3 separate regions of the Zea mays genome follow, and regions 1 and 2 are each linked to region 3. The links are chromatin contacts, called in public Hi-C maps. All regions are on one chromosome and are shown on one strand. The core of a region is the stretch at or near the end of the contact, and the rest is flanking DNA. Distances in the headings are between cores, read along the strand shown. Region 1 holds the start of LOC100285698 (50S ribosomal protein L10, chloroplastic-like). Region 2 holds the start of LOC100282127 (senescence-associated protein). Region 3 has its middle 15 kb from the start of LOC100193464.

What was found. A called contact is a pair of places that touch in the nucleus more often than the background predicts.
Region 1: a Hi-C map of bundle sheath shows a contact between it and region 3, with 3 times the contacts expected there. The contact joins the promoter of LOC100285698 here to the enhancer-like site in region 3. A contact is called at or near these places in 2 of 25 Hi-C or Micro-C datasets (bundle sheath and leaf).
Region 2: a contact with region 3 is called in a Hi-C map of tassel, with 2.3 times the contacts expected there. The contact joins the promoter of LOC100282127 here to the enhancer-like site in region 3. A contact is called at or near these places in 4 of 25 Hi-C or Micro-C datasets (ear, leaf and tassel).

What each region holds. Positions count from the first base shown.
Region 1 is chr8:135,783,259-135,788,098 of Zm-B73-REFERENCE-NAM-5.0, reverse strand. It overlaps LOC100285698 (50S ribosomal protein L10, chloroplastic-like), which reads right to left and starts at 2,567. Exons shown (of 1, transcript NM_001158589.2): 1 at 1,719-2,567. The coding sequence starts at 2,524. The coding sequence ends at 1,934. LOC103637302 (signal peptidase complex catalytic subunit SEC11C-like) reads right to left here. Exons shown (of 6, transcript XM_020543124.2): 2 at 4,750-4,830; 3 at 4,631-4,671; 4 at 4,493-4,538; 5 at 4,323-4,410; 6 at 4,096-4,197. The coding sequence ends at 4,134.
Region 2 is chr8:135,406,076-135,410,419 of Zm-B73-REFERENCE-NAM-5.0, reverse strand. LOC100282127 (senescence-associated protein) reads left to right here and starts at 1,511. Exons shown (of 2, transcript NM_001368937.1): 1 at 1,511-2,198. The coding sequence starts at 1,665.
Region 3 is chr8:135,588,941-135,593,694 of Zm-B73-REFERENCE-NAM-5.0, reverse strand. No RefSeq gene overlaps it. Among protein-coding and RNA genes, the nearest start is that of LOC100193464, 15 kb to the right of the region's middle. Within about 2 kb of position 2,839, at least 18 of the 20 cell types and tissues checked have an H3K27ac peak or open chromatin away from gene starts, as enhancers often do. A contact at or near this core is called in bundle sheath, ear, leaf and 1 more, where this site is marked.

The sequences.
Region 1 (4,840 bases), core at 1,318-3,817, 190 kb before region 3:
TATTCTTAAGTGCTTTGTAAGCAAAGCAAGAGACAACAAGTGTGTGGTAGTCCTTGCGGGGTCTAAGTGATCCGTGTGATTAAGGGAAGACTCACTTGGTCTAAGTGACCGTTTGAGAGAGAGGGAAAGGGTTGAAATAGACCCGGTCTTTGTGACCTACTCAACGAGGACTAGGTTCTTTGGAACCGAACATCGATAAAACAAATCACCGTGTCTACTCACTTTGATTCTCACTTGATTTGTTTGCCCTCTTTCCTCTCTCTAACGTTTTCTTGCTAGTATCAATTTTAGTTTGCTCCCATACGTCATCCGCATCCTTTGAACAACTCTTAGCAAGAGAAATATTCTTTCGGACTTGAATTTAATTCTAATGCTAACTCCGGCCCTAGTATGTGTTTAAGTTTATAAATTTTCAGGTTTCACCTATTCACCCCTCTAGACAACTTTCACGAACAGGTGTCTGATTGCGTGAGCTCAATGAGCTTTAATCGGTGTCCGCAGCGTCTAATGACTTCATCGTGTCATTGTATGGCCGTCGTCTGCGTCTCCAAAATGTTGAAGCCGTCCTCTGAGCCTCCATTTTGTCCAAACCCACTATGTCGTGCTTTATAATAACAATAATCTCGGCTGCAGAAAGCAGCCCACCCCATCCAAGAGCCCCAGCACCTGTTAACGACCCTAGCCCGACCTAAGCCAACCATCAGCACTGGTGGTTAGTTTCAGAGTTTCTTATATCTACCGGAGAGTGAATCGTTGGATCCCAAAGAACTGCAAAAATGCAGTAAGGCCTTGATACTGAGTTTAAATAGCACACTTTGAAAATCCAGTTTGTGTAGTGTATTGATGATATTTTATGCCTTCTGCCTTATTGCATGCTTTTCGTCTATCCTGCATACTAATATGTGCGCAAGTGCTTATTATCAACGTTGATGGTAGTTTCTCTGTCATGATAAACTTGTGGTGCAGTCATGCTGGAACTGGAATACACAGAAGTTATCTGCTGTGAACCAGGCTGCATTAAGTTCTTTTCAAACATGAATGCCTCAAGATGCATAATCAATCCTACCATCAACATGTCCAGTGTGACATATGTGGCATGAAACAGCTAGAGAAGAATTTGCAACGCCATCGTCGGATGCATGAAGGTTCCTGTGATCCTGTCTCACTGAGAGCACCAGCGGCTAACTGGACATGGCAAACTATTTTAGAGATCGAAGGGGATTGAGGTGGAAATAAAATAATATCCCGCTAAAGAACAATTTATTTGGCATATACAGGAAGGGCAGACCCGGTGCTGAAGAAGATATAAACCAAGGCAAAGCCTTTGAACCTGAGACAGCTCTTGTCGTTGTACCAAACCTGTCCCCTTCATGAAGAAGAATGTATGCAGTATTATGTTTATATACGATAACAAAGACAGGTCATTGGACATTAATTATAAAAAAGCAATATGCTGCATGATCATCAGATCTCTATCTTCAAATGTTCAAGCGTCAGCACGGCTTGGGAACATGTTCTGGTGCTGTTTCCAGCGCACTTCATTCCAATTTGCAGGTGCACAATGCCAAATTCCTTTCAAAAAAAACCAATACACCACAACATTGACCAGATTTAAATTTCAAATAACTACACATCGCAATACCAAACTTAATTTTCAACTGAAATGCACCCGCGGCTAAACCTTTTTTGGAGTCTGATTTCTGAACCAGAAATGACAATTAAAAATCAGTCCAACTTCCAGAATGGAGTTCATGGTAGTATTATATATCAGTTTTCCTACTACATGTATCCTGAACTGAACAAATTTGAGGCGCACAAGAGGGACTGACTGAAAAAAGGACCTTCCTTTAAGCCAAGCCGCAGCTGCAAAACCATACAACAAGGCAGAGGCAGAGGCAGAGTGAGACGAGCGGCAAGAGACCTTGTCGACGGGTCACTTCTCAGCCGGCGCGGCCGCCTCCCCCTCCCCCTCGGCGGGCGGCTTGTCGGCCTCCGCGGACAGTGCCTCCTGACGCGCCCGTAGGACGGCGAGGACGTTGACGGCGGGCATCTGCAGGCATCCGAGGAGGTACTGGTAGGACTGCGCCCTGGTGGGCATGTTCTCGAGCTGCGCGAAGTCGTCGGGCCCGTAGAGCCGTCCCTCGTAGACGGCGCCGGTGAAGTCGTTGAGCTGCAGCTTCCACTCCTTCTGGAAGTCGCGGTAGGGCTTGAGCGCCGGCGGGATCTCGTCGGAGCGCACGAACAGCCACGCGTTCATGCCCCGCGCGCACGGCCTCAGCGCCTCCCACCGGGTGCCCGCCACCGCCGCCGCCATGTCCGAGTTCTTCGCCACCACCAGCCGCGCCGCGTCGGGCAGCGACGCGCGGATGCTCCGCAGCTGCGCCACCGTGAACCCGTGGCACCAGATGCCCGCCAGCAGCTGGCACCCGTCCAGCTCGCGCCGCAGTGCCTCCTGCCGGACCAGCCCCGACATCCCGCGGATCGACGGGGTTAACGACGCGGCACAGCTGCGCACGGACGTCATCGGCGGCGGAGGCGGCGAGGGTTCTGCCTGGGATGCGAGTGTGCTGTGTGCGTGTGATCTCTTGCCTCCCACGATCAGAGATGGATCGCGGGCTTCCTTTCTAATGCGACGATGGCTTAACTAAAAGCCCAGTGGTTGCAGCAGTGGGCTCAAAGCCTAATACCTGCAGTGATGGGCTTCAGAGATTAAAGGGCTGTAGTGCCCCCCATGCATCATTTGGATTTTGGAGGAAATTCGTTTTTTTTCCTCTCACGAACTATAAAATCAGATACAATACAACTCATCTCTCGCCTCCAAATTGAACACGTGACCTTCATGGTGGTTTTCATGTGTGGTTTTTTCTTTCACGGGGCGTTTGGATCCCTTCATTTTAAAGGAATTAGAATTCACTCAATAAAATAATTAATTTAGTTTGGAATTTGGCATTCCACCACTTTCCAAAGTTCAGATATAAGTCTATCTCAAATTCATATGGTGGAGGATAGGAAATGATTTTATGCATGAGTAGAATTTGTTTATACTCTGTAACTTACATGACACTCTTCGTTCCACTCCTCTATAGTAAAAATGTAGCACATAAATATCTAGGACATCTTGCTAATAATAGTATACAAATATATTTTGTATAAAAGCGAATTAACTTAATTGATATATGCCTAAATTACTATTATTAGAATGGAATTCAATTCCAGTGATCCAAATGGGGCATTATATTATTTAGGCTGCTTTTTTCTAAAAAATTATAGTAGATCAAATATAAAAATAGAAAATTCAAATTTGTTGGGCATATATAAGTGTATCTGTATATATACACAGGATGAATATATGATATGCTGTGATTTAGTATATTTTTTATTATATCTTTAGATATCTGCTTTTATGTAATTAACCCATAGCTACAGTCATATATGATCCATCTAAAGCTACAACAAAAAAATATACTAAAGTATATCATATCATATGTTTGCTATATAGGTCTACTCATGTAGAGTTCAACAAAACTCTAGGCATGAAGTTTTTTAATTTTGTAGTGATTTAATATGTTTTTTTTCAAAAATTTAACCAAAATAAACATAAAAGAAAAGGAGATAAAAACACCAAGGAAATAGATAGAAACTAGGTGAATGCCCGTGCGTTGCAATGGAACCGTATAATGACATGATAATCTTGGTTTCCACAACACCAATAAATCTAGGTCGTGGATCCTGATCATATTCTGGTTGCAAGACAATCAATCATGTCATACATGCAGTATAGTTTAACACAGGATGAGATATTATATATACTTGTACTCCAACATTGTATCATGTATGCAATACAACTTTCTTCAACATAACAATTGTGTTTCTCTACAGCTTTTCTCCTCTCCGCATACTCTTCTCACTGTTCATCCATCCTACCTTTAACGTCACTCCTTGGATGCTACCACCAGCAGCCCCAGTGCACCAATTAGAAGATACTGCACCAACAAACGACAGCAGTCAACCAAAAACACACCAGTAACAGACCCTCCTATTACTTGTAACAAACTCAGCCCAACACTAAAGCACTGGCCATTTGTTTAACACTCCATTTGTTCAACCACTATGTGCCTAATAAACCAGAATGCTCATACCTTGAGGACTGGTTTCTCCGTCATGACGATTGTAAGCCACCCAGCATAAGGCAGATAGCTGCTCAAGTGTTAACATTAAATAACAGGGAACAAGAGTCAGATGGAGTAAACAATCGTTAATCATCAGTCATGACAGTGAATGTAATGTATTCCCTCAAGAGTCAAGTGGGAAGAAAAACTCACCCAACAGCCCGTCCAATGATGTGCTGTCGCTGCAGCCAAAGCTGCCCATGTGCGTACAGGACTCGGTCATCCCCGGGATTATTGTCACCTGATGAGACACAATTAGTTTATTTCTGTTCTTGAAAATGCTCATGAAGCAAAATAAAGCAGCTGTAAAAAAATATGGCTACCTTTCGTGAGAATGTCAGAGTCCACCGTATCATGGCGCTCATGAACCTATGAGGGGACAAAAGAAAACTCAAGCCGCAATCCAAGTATGGTATATAATCTACAATAGAATCAAACTATTAAATACAGTAGCTTGCTACCTTGATCACACGATGGACAATTGGAATATCACGGCCCTGCACTCAGGCTACATCGACGATATGGCGAGGAGACAAGCCTCAGGAGGAGAGGAACAGGGATGCCTACGTCGAATCGCTACAGGCAGGTTGTTGCCGCCGGCGACGAAACTTCAAGATGCTCAGAAAGGTGCAGAAGTGACTTCTGAGCGCTACTTTCCACACTGGAAAAAA
Region 2 (4,344 bases), core at 262-2,761, 180 kb after region 3:
GACTGCGTCTCCTGCCCAAGGTTGGCCTCGGGTGAGTCGTGACTGTGTCTCCCGCCCGGGGTTGGCCTCAGGTGAGTCGTGACTGCGTGAATTTAGAGTCACCAGCATCTGCTCCTCCATTGTCGCTGACATCCTTCACCTCAACCCCCCGCCGCAAGGCTGGTGGTTGGATGGGGGCAGATTTGGATGCTGACCACATTGGAGAGGACGAGCAAGTTTAAACAAGGTCTCCCGACAGCTTCTAGGGACTCGATGTCCGCTAGCTCAAGGAGCAGGGACACGACACTAGAGCTAACTGGTAAGACGATGTGTCGATTGAGAGGGGAGAAACCCTAACCTTCTCGACGGGGAGAGTGAAGAGCGTGACAAGGACGACGAGGCAAACGAGCGAGGGCCACGAAGTGTCATGGACACAAGTAGCCTCCTACGTCAGATCTGAGCTTGTCGTAGTCCTCCCCTTCCTGCCTTTCGTGCCATTCGCCAGAGGGTTTCCACATGACGCGCTGCTCCCAGATCCAATGGAGGCGACAGAGGAGAGGGGCGAGGGAGAGGTAGATAGTCGAGGCATCAGCCTTGGAGGCGGCGATGGTCCTACTCCTAGATCCGTTGGAGGTGGCAGAGGGGAGAGGAGCACGGGCGGCGACAGACATGGGCGCATCACGAGCAGGATGTTTTCATGGGGGCGCTCCGAGCGGTGCGGAGGTGAAGGCGAGCAAGGCGGGTGGGCGGGCATCGGCGGTAGGGTTGTGGACGCTTAATAGGGAGGGCAGCATGCCGGGTGTCGCCACGAGGAGCGGGAGGCACGGTGGCCTTTGGCGTCCATCGGAGGATGCCACGAGGGAAAGGGTATGAGAGGGGGCAGAGGAGCGCGGTGGTGGTGGGGGAAGTGAGTGAGAGAGAGAGAGAGTAGTAGTAGGAGACACATCAACTCCAGTCACAAGATCCACGGCCTTGCGTGGGCGAGAGTGTGGACGTCGCCGAGTGGGGGGGGCAGGCGGGGGTGGGGGCAGAGTGTGGACGCTGACGTTAGGTTCTTAATAGAGTAATATAGATTAGTGGAACTGACAACCTATTCGGCTGCTCGGCTGGCAGCTGTGGCTGCAGTTGTTCATACTGCTCTAGCTACAATTCATAGAGATAAAATACTGTAGAAACTGCAGCCACAGTTGAATTAAACCCGCACCAACCCGTAGCGAACGATCCAGACTCAATAACTTTAGGGCTAGTTTGAGAATCTTTTTTTCTAAGAGATTTTTATTTTTTCAAGGAAAATTAGTTTATTTTTCTTTAGAAAAACAATAATTTCTTGAGAAAATAGTGTTCCCAAACTAGTCCTTAATGTCGGGTTTCGGCCCTGTTGCAAATGGCTAATGGCTTTTAAGCCAAAGCGCTTGTCCAGTCCAAGCTGCTGGCCTGGCTTATGCTGCCTTGCATCTGCTCTCCCGTACAGCCGCAGCGTGCTCCTCGACCTCGCTAAAAACCAACCGCCCTGTCTCCCTCCCTCACTCACCACGCACGCACAAAGCAGAGCAGGCAACGGCACAGCCCAGCACAGGTAGAGAGAGAAAGAGAAGCGCGGAGTCAAGAAGCGGAGCAACAACAGCAGGCCGAGGAAGAGAAGAGAAGGCCAGGAGGCAGCAGCCAGGAGGAAGAGCAAGAGCAAGATGCTGCGCGGGGGCTCGAGCGTGCTGGGGATCATCAACTTCATCACCTTCCTGATCTCGATCCCGATCCTGGGCGGCGGCATCTGGCTGGCGTCGCGGGCCAACTCCACCGACTGCATCCGCTTCCTGCAGTGGCCCATCATCATTGTGGGGCTCGTCCTCATGGTCATCTCCCTCATGGGCTTCGCCGGCGCCTGCTACCGCCAGACCTGGCTGCTCCGCCTCTACCTCTTCGCCATGTTCTTCGTCGTCCTCGCGCTTCTCTTCTTCATCGTCTTCGCCTTCGCCGTCACCGACCGCGGCGACGGCCAGGTCGTCATGAACCGCCGCTTCCCCGAGTACCAGCTCTCCGACTACGGAGGCTGGCTCCGCGACCGCGTCGCCGACCCACAGTACTGGGCCACCATCAGCGCCTGCCTCCGCGACGGCCACGCCTGCGCCGGCATGAGGCGCCTCGCGCGGGACCCCAACACTGGCATGCTCGTGCCGGAGACGTCCACCATGTTCTACGGCCGCAACCTCTCCCCGATCCAGGTCCTCTTTTCAATCCCCAACACCGGCATGCGCGATTCATTTGGTTTCCATGCGCGGTTCAAAAAATTCCTCTGCTAAGGGAAGATTGGATTTTTCTTCCAGTTTTTATTATATTCTACCGGTGCACAAAAGTCGGGGATTTTGTGATGATTCAGCGTTTGATTTCCACCATTCAGTTTTGGCTTTGCTGCTGCGTTAGCTACGGAGCAGTAGGTATAATAGTTTAGAGGGGAAACAAAACAAAAAAAGCTGCATTTTTGTGTAGGCAACTTTCCTCAGAAATGAGAGGCCATCAATCAAGAGGATAAACAACCATCTAAAATCCAGGTTCTTCCTAACCTTCGATTGCTTGTTGCAAAGGTGTCGTAGGATATTCCAGTTACTTCTACCCGGCGCTAGCGTGGATCTCGAGATGAACTTTGCTTGCCCCTTCAATTAGCAGCCAGCCCCCTTTCGCTTAGCAAGTAGCAACTCATGGCCCGCCTCTACTAGTATTTATTATTCCTTCATTCTGGAGCAGCTTCCACCTTCCAGAAACTGTTAATTCATCAGGCCTTTTGCTTGTTCCTGATTTGGGGAAAAGCAGCTAGAAGGGCCACTGACTTTGGCAGCCCCGTTCGGTTCCAGCATATACCTTTCTTCAAAAGCAATCTTTTTTTCCCTGCGTTACTTTGGTTCCCTGAATTGCTTTGCTTTACATCACCGGAAGAAATTCCGTGCATAATTCTGTAGCAGGTGCCTCTAAGTACAGACGCTTTTGACTCAAATCATGGATGGGGAAACAGATCTGCACTGCCTCCATTCCATGACGGTGAAACATGTCACTGATATTTTTCGCTAAGAACTAGTTTGGCAACTCCATTTCCTAAGGGAAAATCAACTTTCTCTTGCGAAAATGGAAATCTCTTAGAAAAATGAGTTAGCCCTAAAGGATGAAGGATCTTTGAATTATATCTCCAAAAGAAAGTGACCCTTTTTTCCATTGAAGAAAATATGTACTACATACTACCACTCAACTGTACGCAGTACACCTAAGACGCTTACCAGTAAGCATCCCATGACTCATTGGTCAATTGAGTCGTGGTCCAGCCAGTTATTTACCCCCTCCAGTCACCACTCACCACTGCAGAGTGCAAGGGACGAGCAGCTATAGTAGTTGACACTATTGCAATGGTAAGTAGAATCTGGTGCCTGTGGGAGGCTAAGGATAATGTCATTGTCCTAGATTTTTTTCTCTCTCTGCTTTACGGATACCAGACGACACGGAGGTCCACAATAATTTTATGATTGAGGAATCAGGGCCTCTCTCAGCATCCTTCCAAATACACCAGTGTGACCAGGACAGCTAAAAGCCACTTGCTAGGTGTTACATCTCAGAGTTGGAATTCGGACCATGGAACCTTGCCTTGCTTGTCATTATATTCTCTATGCTGCCTTTTCTAGCTGTGAGTGTGTTTCTTTTCCTCGTTACAGTCTCTCAAATTACATGCAAATGAATATACATTTTTCCTTTTGTTATCTTCTGTAGAGATGATACTCTACATTATATGTTGTGTTTATACTAGGGCACAGAATATCTTCTGTAGGGATGATACTCTACATTAGAGATAAAAACGGTCGGAAACGATATTTATTCGGTAATCAGTTTTTTAGTCGTTTTTCTTTGATTGCGAATAAATAGGATATATAATCTACAATACAAATTTGTATTCTTGTTTTTAACATCTAGCTTGTAAAGATTCATAAAAGGTAAACCTCAAATTCATCCTATAATTTCTCAAATAATAGATATAAACTTCGGTATGGATTCGGAAATAAATTCGGTAATTTTTTCAACGTTTCGTGTTGTAGGGAGCAAATAATACATAAAACAATTTGTGTAATATTTTATTCATATGTGTACTAATGTGCTTGATAACATAAGAAAAGATCAACATTAAATTTTATGCATATCTATTTTAAAATATTAAATTTGTTCTAACAGTTCGGATTACCGTTTTCATCCCTACTCTACATTACACGTTGTGTTGAATGGCTTATTGTATATGATGGTTGGTCAATGGATGGAGTAAAAAATGTAAGGGCTTGTGAGAATCGTTCATTTGATATCTGTTGCAGGGTACATGCACCCATCAAATGCTCGTTA
Region 3 (4,754 bases), core at 1,590-4,089:
TATTATACGGAGAGCGAATACAATCAATAAAAAAATTTGAAATTTTTTTGTGGATAGTTTACATGGATATTATTGTAAGTCGTAACGCACGGGCAACCGACTAGTAATAAATTTATTTTGAAGATATAAATATTTTAACGGTATTTTTTATTAATAAAATGATTTATATGGATTATACAGATAGAGTCTCTCTCTACTCTCTAGTCCTGTGTACGTGCAGGTTTGGCAAGGTATGAACAGGACGTCAAACGCGTACGTGTACTCCACACACACTCCACCTCTCTCGTACGCTTTGATTGGCCGCTCGCACGCATTTATCGCCAAGATCGGGCTTGCCCATCACTGGGATCATCCTGGCTGGCTGGCTGGCCGGCCACATATCAAACATGGATTTGCTCATTTGCTATATTTTAAATGCCTGAAATATGTTATACTATGTTTTTTAGATAACGATCTTTACAGTCGATTTATGAATGTGTAGAATTAAGATTGAGCTTCCTGATGAAAAAATCAGGCAAGAGGCTCTTTTGGTTGGAGACCTGGCATGGCACTTGCCTGCGAGTCAAGCAAACCCTATGCCACTGTTTGGACCAAGCCACTTTCCTAGAGAGCCGAATCAGACATCACTATCGGAATTCGAATGAGTGCTCAGCACTTTACCGAGTGTAATTAATCGGACACTCGGCAAAGCATTCTTTGTCGAGTGTCACTCTCGGCGAACTAATAAGGCTCTCGGGACAGATCTCGTATGTCGAGAGCGGAACACTCGACATAGAAAAACACTCGGCAAAAGAGGTTTTACCGAATGCCAAGCTCTCGGCAAAATGCGACACTCGGTAAGGGTCGTCAAGAGTCGTCTATTGTTGACGGCCATTAACTTTCCCGAGTGTCAAACGTTGACACTTGGGAATTATCTTCTTTTTGTCGATTGTAACCTGGCAAACCCTCGGCAAAAGTATACTTTACGGAGTGTCTTCCCTCAACACTCGATAAAGAATATTTGTTTCTTTTTCTTTTTTCTATACCAAACTCTTTGTGACGTTTTTTCTGCAGTATATAGACATACATATTCAATTTTACACAATTATCAAAGTGTTTGCTATAATTAATAGATTTAGTTTGTTTAATTGAATTTCTGAGAACCAACCAAATAGACCCGAATTAGACATATCTAGACATTTAAAAAGTAAGATACTAAAAAATAATAGTGTTTACCTTCAACCGGTACTAAATATCATTCCTGTAGTAGACAGGATAACGAAAGCTAGTCTATTTAGATCATCAGTTCCAGTTCGAGATTTTAAATGCTAGTCCCTCCATTTCAATTTACAATTTATTTAATTTTTTTAGTGTGATACCGTTTAGCATATAATATACTTTAAGTGTAGCTTTGATTTTTTTATATATTTTTGCAAAATTTTGAATAAGACAAGTATGTCAAATTTGGTGTAAAAATTAAACGAATTTATAAATTGGAGCGGAGGGAGTAGAAATCTACGATTTTTCTAGCTGAGGCAGACTGTGCGCATTCCCATCCATCGAGTCCACTTGCACCTCTCCTCGACATGAATACGAATGTACGATCCGATGAATTCCCCACAAAGAAGCAATTAACGTCAAATCCATCATCGTCATAAAACGACGATACCGAGCTAGCGTTTAATTAGTTTGTTAGACGAACCAGAAACTATATTATATCGCTTTGTGTCCAAAAATTACTTATATTATATATAGTTCTCGTGCATCTACGTACACGTAACATCGCTCTTAAATTTGTCCTTACTTGGTGTAAAAAGATTAATCTACAAAGACTATATTGTTAAAGCAAAATTGAGGAAGCTGTATTTAACCTCGTGACCACCTAAACTAGTGGGAATTCCCCATCCCTCAATAGAACTAGTTTTATTTGGCAAACATCATGGAAAGAATATATCAGATACACTACTCTCGCACAGAAAGAGACGTCAAGTGGTTTGGGCATCAAAACCATAAGCGGACGGGTTTCGAGTTTGGACCTTTGAATCTGGTTGATGTTGGAGCAAGAAGAAGCAGAAATGACACATGGCATCATTGTGAAGCTTGCGTCGAGACGAAGCAAGACAAAGGCAAAGTAGCAAAGGTACACTGTTACCGCCGGCAATAACTACGTACGTACGTGCATGTAAGACATGCATTGTACCGTGACATACATGTATGTCATATAAATCTATGTAGATCACTCCTACGACCGGCGGCTTATCGTCACTACAACGCATGATACATGGATGGAATGGATGTGAAGTGAGACTGTGAGAGCACTATCGGAATCGCGTTCTTTGTCAAATGTCGCTTTCCATAAATAAACATGTGAACCTAGGCCTAGGCACCTTCCACTTCAGGCATCTTCTACAAATGTAGAATGTGTGAAGGTAGGCAAACGTAACGGGAAAGGCAGGAAGCTCATCGCCAACGCATCTCCTCTCCTGCTCCTTTTGACGACCTTTCATACCTGCACCCGCTTTTTCTGGAAAGGGCATCAAGATTTATATATATATGTTATTTTTCATTATTATTAGCTTTGTTTACAACAAGTATTATTATTATTATCCGGGCTGTGAGCAGAGGGAGCTGGTACAACTTGTCCCTTGAGACGGCCAAGAGGCAACAGTGTTGTGGGCTTGCGGCCATGACGACGTTGCTAGCTGCCGTGTCCAACAGGAAGAGAAGACGGCGACGTGGTCGCACTGTACGTTTTTCCCGCCACACAAACGGGGCGGGGGGCGGTGGTATACTGGTATGGTGGCCACTGGCCAGCCGCCGTGCCGGTGCAGGCAGCAGCCCACAGGACCAACGCCGCCGCCAATGGATCGGACGGCCTCTGCTACTGCTAGAAATGGAAAGCACGCAGGTACGTGGGGCCCCCTCCCTTTCCCGCGCAAGTGCAGTGCCAGTGCGGCAGTGCGTGTGTCATTATTCTGTCCGGACCGGTAGGTAGTAGTATCAGATGTACTACCAGTCAAACGACAGTGCCTTCCGCGGCGGCCAAAGGTACAGTGACACTTTGCCAAAAACAAAAAAAAAACAGCAAATAAAGAAAGGAACGCGCGCGGGAATATATCGATCTCATCTTTTTTTTTCTTTGTTGTTGTTGTTGTCTACAGAGATGGTAAGGAAATAAATAAATAAAGGTGCTACATAAAGACCGGATTCTTTATTTCTTTCCAAATCCAGAAAAGGAATTATCTTCCCCGGAATCTATTTTCGAGCAAATAATAATAATAATATATGATTTTGTTATTTTTCATTGGTTCTCTGGTTAATCATTTTGGACGTCATCTACCTAATAACATAGGTCGTCCACTATGTGGAGCGCACGGCCTTAGCTTAAGACACAATTTGTTGACTTCCAGGATTATATAATCCACCTTATAGATTATATAATCATATAATGATATCTAGTTATCAAGATTATATAATAATCCACCTAATAATTTGTGTTGTTTGTTTGCCTCTTGATATAGTAGGACTATGTAGCCTACTGACATGATCAATTTACTTCTCTAATCACCGGCAAAATGAAAAATCCATTGTTTACCTTGCCTTGAGTTGTATTAACGGTTTCCACCAAAGTCGTTCAAGACTCTAAGTAGCTCACATGTATTCCATCCAGTCTTCAAATACTTTAAGGGGTCTTCACTTTGGATGTAAATACTTTATGTTTAAGCATTTGAAGCTCATTTTAGACTAGGATACCCTTGATCTAGGTGGTCCACATATTCTCCTAGGCATGACAAATTACTCAGAGACACGCTTCCTCTTCCCACTACATGTGTGCATGCATTGAAACCGTGAAAAAACCTACGAGTGCAATCGATCAGGTCGGGAAAAAAAGGCACACCTAGAGGCTAGAGCTCAGTCAGTCCCGAACGATTGCAAAAAAAAAAAGACACTAGAGCTCGACCTCAAAACCCAGTGTGTCAATTTTTACAGCCAGCGTTGCAACCATCTAAGCTAACATCTTGTATTTAAATATTATAGAAACAACAACCCTATTTAATAGTTCCTTGGTATATATACAAGATCATGTCCAAAACATCAAGCATTTGAAGACTAGATGTAGTACATGGACCAACCTGCAACCTTACTTTATCAGAGAAATCGTCAGTCCACACATATTTGTCATTAATTACCAAGGCACTACTGAGAGGTTAGATGCCCACACCGTTTCACCAAATGATTGGTTAAAAAGCACGGACTCCTGTGGAGCTGCTACTCTGCAGAGGAGCGGGAGTCAGAACCATTTTTAGAAGAGCCAAAGTCCTACCAAACATACTCTTACTCTCTCTTTTTAAAGGTACTACCTCTTTTGAATTTAAATGTATTACTCCCTCTTTAAAGAGATAATAGAGAAGACGAACAAGAAAGGGAGAGGGAGAAACGAATGAAAAGGAAAACGGATGGCTCCTATCGTCCAGAACTGAATTGGATTGATCGTAGCGATACGGTACTGGTTACTTTGTGTCCCTACACGATATGATCCTAGCTGTTGCCTGTGTGCGCTATTACTAAGCCCCTCCCCAAAGGCTTGTTCGGTTACACCAATTCAGAAGGGGATTGTAGGAGATTAAATCCCCTCAGGGCTACTTTGGGAACCTCAAATCCCCTTCAGGATTGGAGGGGATTAAGGGCTTGTTCGGTTATTCCTATCCCGTGTGGATTGGATGGGATTGAAAAAAATTATGAAAGATTTTGACTTATTTGGGATTGAAACCTAT